Regions from separate parts of the Rattus norvegicus genome. Here region 1 is linked to region 2. A link is a contact called in public Hi-C data. All regions are on one chromosome and are shown on one strand. The core of a region is the stretch at or near the end of the contact, and the rest is flanking DNA. Distances in the headings are between cores, read along the strand shown. Region 1 has its middle 310 kb from the start of Zfp608. Region 2 has its middle 150 kb from the start of Zfp608.

The links. Hi-C and Micro-C count contacts between places; a contact is called where the count stands out from the background.
Region 1: a contact with region 2 is called in a Hi-C map of kidney, with 2.2 times the contacts expected there. The contact joins two enhancer-like sites. A contact is called at or near these places in 3 of 12 Hi-C or Micro-C datasets (kidney and liver) and 1 of 1 datasets of contacts at active chromatin or transcription factors (oligodendrocytes).

The regions. Positions count from the first base shown.
Region 1 is chr18:50,914,114-50,917,262 of GRCr8, forward strand. No RefSeq gene overlaps it. Among named protein-coding and RNA genes, the nearest start is that of Zfp608, 310 kb to the left of the region's middle. Within about 2 kb of position 1,533, at least 18 of the 93 cell types and tissues checked have an H3K27ac peak or open chromatin away from gene starts, as enhancers often do. A contact at or near this core is called in kidney, where this site is marked.
Region 2 is chr18:50,755,266-50,758,442 of GRCr8, forward strand. No RefSeq gene overlaps it. Among named protein-coding and RNA genes, the nearest start is that of Zfp608, 150 kb to the left of the region's middle. Within about 2 kb of position 1,821, at least 60 of the 93 cell types and tissues checked have an H3K27ac peak or open chromatin away from gene starts, as enhancers often do. A contact at or near this core is called in kidney, where this site is marked.

The sequences.
Region 1 (3,149 bases), core at 283-2,782, 160 kb after region 2:
CCACACCCACAGTGGAACACCTACTCCAACAGGGCCACACCTACTCCAACAGGGCCACATGCTCTAATAGTGCTACTCCCTAGGCTGAGTATATACAAACCATCACAAGGAGGAATAACCAAAAGATGTTAAAATCGTAATCAGAAGAAGTGGAGTACTGACAACATGACGTCACCATTTGGTGTACTGAGAATTAGAGCTTCTTAAATGAAGGAACTTCTGAGACTGTACAAAAGCCCATCCTACCCCCTCAGTTCCCAACGTCTCCTCCCCCACACTGGTTGTCTTCACCAAACACTGCAAAGTAGCCACCAGGCAATTTCCCTCAGGAAATGAGAAAAAAGAAAAGGGACAAATGTTATTCTCTGAGGTTTTGATGATACTTTCGTTTGAACCAAAACAACAACAAAAAACCCACTTAACACATACTAGAAGAACTCTCCTGTGGCTTTGTGTTGGAAGGAAATTTTTTATTCTTTGTCATGCTATGTAAGTTTTGACCAGAATACCTGGCTGAAAGCAGGCAAGCTTAGTGTCTGTATATACACTACATGGCAATAAATCCCCAGGACCTCCTCAGACTTGGAAGAGCTGTTTCATCAGGGAGCCTTTTGTGCCTGGAAACAGGAAGGAGTTTAAGAAACCAAAAAACAATGAATGATTTTTCTGGGCCAAATCTCATGTTAAGAAGGAAGGAGATGCTTCATGTCCAAGCATCGATTATAGACAGCAGACACCTGACACCAAGCCTCAGATCAAGAAGGACCCTGGAATGGAGTGAAAATAGGAATGTGAAGCAAGTAAATAAATAGGAATGTGAAGCTGGGGAAACTGAGGCAGCTAGGTCATTGCAAAATATTAGTGAAGTGTAGAGACAAAGCTGGAGGTCTTTTACATTAGGCTGAGTCACGTGATCACAGATCCCCTTAGTCGTCTGGCTCAATTTATTTCCTGTTCAGATGTCAGTCTATAAAGCCCCCTTTCTCAACATGTGGGTTGAGACTACTTTGGGGGAGGGTTGAATATCAGATATCCGGCATATCAGATATGTACATTCATAACAGTATCAAAGTTGCAGTTATAAAGTCACCATGAAAATAATTTTATGGTTGGGGGTGGGTCACCACAACATGAGGGCCAGCATTAGGAAGGCTGTGAATCACTGCTATCACTTAATAAGATGTAAGAGATAGACTCGTACATTGTTTGCATCGTTATCATTTTGGCCAACACTCCAAATTCTGACCTTGTTTTTTTGTTTTTTGGTTTTTGGTTTTTTAATAAATGTGAAGTTTGTGGCCCAAAGTGGAAGGGTCATACATTCACTCAGCTATACCTTAGCTAGTAGTAGAAGGGCAAGGAACAGCTCTAGAAAGGCCCTCTCTGCACTTTCTTTCTTTGTCCCCTCCTTCCAGTGCTTTCTTGTTTGCTTTTCCTTTGTTTCATTCACTCTGACTCTAACTCTGGGTGGAAACTAAACTGACACAATGTCACCCCCAAAGCTTAACCAGAGTTATTTTTAGAGAAGGTCATGGAGCACGTTTGTTTTGTGAAGTTTCAGGCTTATTCTTACCACATGAGTTCAGCGCTGTGCACGGACCTTGAACCTTGAGCCGTGAGTCAACATGATAGAACCAAATAAAAGAAAAACCAGGCTCTGAAGGCTCGTAGGCGGTTCTTGGTTCTTCTCTTCTTTTCTTTTTCTTCTCCCCCCTCCCCCTATTTTTTTAAAAAGAACATTGCGGTGAGTTAAGTGTAAATGAATCAGAAACACAAGGATTTTATTTCCCTCGCCACATGCATGAGTTTAAACACTAATGGGGAAAAAATGCTTAGCACAACGTGTTTTGAATTTTCTATGTCCTTTTCCTCTTGTGATGGAAGCTGAAGAATGTTGAAGACAATGTAATCAAAAGCAAGCATGAGTCTTCCATGTTTACGTAGCATATGCGGCTCTGTTAGATTGGCTGGCACAGAGCTGCCCTTCCGAAAGCCAGACAGTATTTTTAGTCTTTGACCTAATTATATTACTGAAAGAAACTTAGGAGCAGACTTGGATCTGAATACACAGTGCAGGAACTGGGCACCAGGCTGCAAGACATCCTTTTCTATATGAACTTGAGGAAAGTCTGCAACTGGGCAAAGGACCCCCCCCAATATATATATATATATATATATATGTATATATATATAACAGCTTCATTAAAAATTTAAAGACTTAATAAAAATAAAACAGCTTATCTGATTGTGTATGACCCTGTGTGTGACCCTGCAATATCTTGTTTTATAATTTTACAATGATTTACTTGTAGAGCAGGAGTACAACTATTTTTGGAATATTTCTACTAAGAAAAGTACAGCAACTTTTAGGATTCCTGGCATCTACTCTTAATGGACAGTTCAATGGGGAAGCATTTTACAGGGCTGATCTTAGTTAAAATTTTCTGTCTAGTTATAGGAATACTAATAATTAGCTAAATAAGCCTCAGATATTCTCTCTAGGCAGTGCCTGCAAACATATCTTTTACTCAAACTTGCATTCATTTCCTAGTTTACCAAGAAGCTTCTAAGAGAGCATACAAGTTTAAATAAACCCTCCCTGGTTAATCCGTGGTTTGGCTTTTGGACACCCTCAAATCATTTACATCAAACAAATTCAGATGCTAGCATTGCAACAAAGCCACCCTGGCAATTTTACGAAAATGGTGTTGGTTAGAACACAACTACTCTATTCTATGGACCGCCAAGAGAGCGAGTCCTCAAAATATTCCTTCGTCAGTGCTGGTACCCAGGAAGAGAACACAGAAGTCACTGTCACATCTGCTATTAACTATGTGATCCTTTTTACATGTTGCTCCATGTATTTTAAATAGAAGGAAAACTGGGCCACGTTTCAAAATTTGGGTATGGTACATGAAAAGGCTGCGTTCACATTTAATTAAATAACAGTCTATATGCCATACGCATAATCAGACGTTACCTCCATCCCAGGTGGAGGGGAAAAGTAGGAGTGTGGAATAAAGATTCCCTGTCTCCTCCTGACAGTACACACTGACAAGATTTTCTAAGGAACGCCATCCCAGTGACAACCAAACTCCTTTGCCAACTGCTGTGACAGAGCCCTGAAATAATCACTCTGTGGCTCATTA
Region 2 (3,177 bases), core at 571-3,070:
CCTGCCACCACCACACACACTCAGAGTTTTCATACATAAAAAAATACTTTGGGGTGAGGGCTACCGGGACCCTTCTTTTGTTTCAGCCAACTATGGTTGGCTTTGTGTTCAAGTAAGGGGACAGCTGCCCAAACGACAGAATGTAGCCTGGTTTGACATGGCAGAAAGGGGGGAAAGATGCGTGTAGATGGTGAAGACTGGTCTTATGGAATGGGAATTGATCCGCCTCAGAGAAAGCCAGAGGATCATCCCTTCTGTTTCCTGGCCAACCGTGGACTAGCTCTTCAGAGCGCCTTGGGTCCTTAGAATAGTAATTGTTCAGATTTTTGGTTACCACAGGAGATTATTCCTTAAAGCCTGATGCATTGTTTTCGCCTTAAATGACGACTTCTAAGAAGTTGGTATGAGCAACTTTTTTTTTTTTCCTTCAAAGCAAAGCTAATGCTTGGACCTCAGCGGGAAAGTGACTTTAATTAATTCGAGAAGACCTTTCCATTGAGAAGCAAAGCACCGCCCTAGGCGCCTTAGTCCCTTTCCCCTCTGCTCTTCAGGAGGTGTAAAAGTTGCCTACATTCTCGACAGTGAGTGTGGTTTTTAAGCAAAGAAGAACAAAACAAACAAGGGAGCAGAGAGAGAGAGAGAGAGAGAGAGAGAGAGAGAGAGAGAGAGAGAGAGAGAGTCGTGTTTGCAGTCTATTAACCTTTGTAGTATAACAATATCTAAGCCAGAATAGGGAATCTTCCATCACAATAAAATGTGACTAAAGACCTCATCAATACTCATTTAGCAAATGCTTCGCAGTACACCATCATTTTCAAATACTTAGGACTTTCATTATTTCTTATTTCAGTGACCATGTTACCAAAAAAAAATTAAGAGCAATGGGATTAGGTTTGCCATTTGTCATTTGTTGGGACTAGAAGTCTGCTCGGACACGTGTGCACTCATACCCAGCGCTTAATGTTTTCAGTAATTATATAGATCATGCAGGGTCTGTTGATTGGTGGGAGAAAAAAAATCTTTATTAACTGCTCAGAAATAGTTAATTCTTCATTAGTCCGAGCCCTACATTAGAGGCTGCTGCCGTGAACCACGGATTAGAGTTTATGATAGTAATAACCTTTCTGAAAAAACATTCGTTACTATACTTAATGACCAGATTTTAGTGCATTAACCTTCCCGGGGAGGTCAACTAACAAAATGGATGTTAACTGCTTGTAACAACCAATTCCTCTGAAATTAATATTTAGATGCCTTTGGTGTCAAAAAACCTTCCTTCCATATCAGGGCATTAAAAAACACTTCTGAATTATTAATAGCAAGCAGAATGCAATGCCTGAAAGATTTCCATTCCAGGGCTCTTTTACCTCAGCCTCTTCCTATTGAGAGAGCTTTGCTGCAGGAAGAAGGGAGGCATTCAGGGAAATGAGGTCTCAAAAATGCATGTGGGTCAACAGTGCGGGGCAGTTTGGAAAAGGTCACGCTTTAAGTTCAACAGAAATAAACATAATACGAGTGTGAAAGGCAGCAGAGAGCACTCTGGGAGCCTGGCAGAGACAAACTCCCCGCTAGGCCCCAGGCTTCACAGCGACAGCCCTATCACCACCTGTCAGGAGCTCCTTAACGACATTTTTGCATCTCCCCTTCTGCAACTGACCTCCTGACTGGGCTCCCCGCCCCTCCCCCTCCTTCAATTGGAAACAAACCACATTTGTGTCAAAACAACTTCTGAACTATTTCCTTCCCAAGCAACCCCAGAATATAAAACATGTTCTGAATAGCTGCCCCAGTCCCTGGAGGAATTTTATGATTTCGTTACTGCCGCACAGCATGTTCGGCTGCTTGGCCGAGGTAGCCTTGAGTCCCTGCCAAACAATGAAGCAACACTATTATTAGCCTTCCCATTCAACAGCGACAAAACAGCCCATGTTTCTATTTTCAGACGGCTTTCTTCTGGTGCAATAGATATGCAGAAACCCGAACCTCAGGCCAGGACTCGACCGGCAGGACTAGGCAGTTATCTATTGCCAAAACACGGTGGCCCGAAGGGGAAAATGTTTTAATGGAAGTATTTTTAGGCAGAGGTCAAATGCAGATAAGCTGTCACAGCTCTGCCTGCCAAAAACCTTGGCTGGTTTATCCTAATTCTGTTGAGGTTGGGTTAAGCACCCCTGACGTGTCTACCACGAGAAATCTGCAACGTTTGATGATTTTATTAGACCTCAATGCCGTTATATGTGGGACTCGATCATTGAACCAGCCCCAACTTGGTTGGAGAGCAGGACCTGTAAAAAAATCATGCAATGGGGGTCTAGAGAGAGGCTCAGGAGTTCAGAGCACTGGATGCTCTTCCCGAAGAGTTCCGATCCCAGCTCCCATGTCCAGGACCCCGTAACTTCAGCTTCGAGGAATCTTACTCGTCCTGGGCCTCTGCACCTGCGTGCTCATGTACCCTGCCTCCTTGCACTTAATAGAATCTTACAAAAAATGCATTCATAAAAAGGCTTTAGCCTTCTGATATTCTCAGAGACAAGCCACCAGTTATGAATCCAGAAAGGCCGGAAGATAAATAAATATTCTACGTTGGTGTTTTTCTAGTGGCTACTTACGAAATACTAAAAATCCCGTGTAGACAGAGATCATTACAATATTGGGTCTGCTTTCATTAGTAAATAAGATTTTCCAGTTGATCATTTATCGGAGGCAAATTCTGTGTAAAAGTGATTTTACTTTAGCTAGGTTTTTTTTATTGCTATGGGAACAGTTATGGCTGCACCACCATGCGTCCATTATTATTCTTAGAGTAGCTGGGTTTTCTCTTGTGTGCAGTGTTGGAAGAAATGAAGATTTACAAATGAGAAACAGAGACTCCTTTCACAGTGTGGGAGATTTCACATATTTAACTTCAGAATCTCATTTAATGATCCATCTCTCTTTTTTAAGGATAATGTTTCTAAGACAAAGTGTTACTGTTTTAAACTCCGCTTTGGAGAACTTTCCATACTTCTTCCTGAATCAGTCTACAGAACACATAGATTTCCAGTATTCTTGTGAACCATTTTGAAATCTGCTATATGGATATTTTTAAGCAATATTCTTCTCTCTGGACTTTTTTTTTTTTTCAATTACACTGCAACAAACATGCCTTATATAACGCTAGCCAAACTGTGTAGGAAA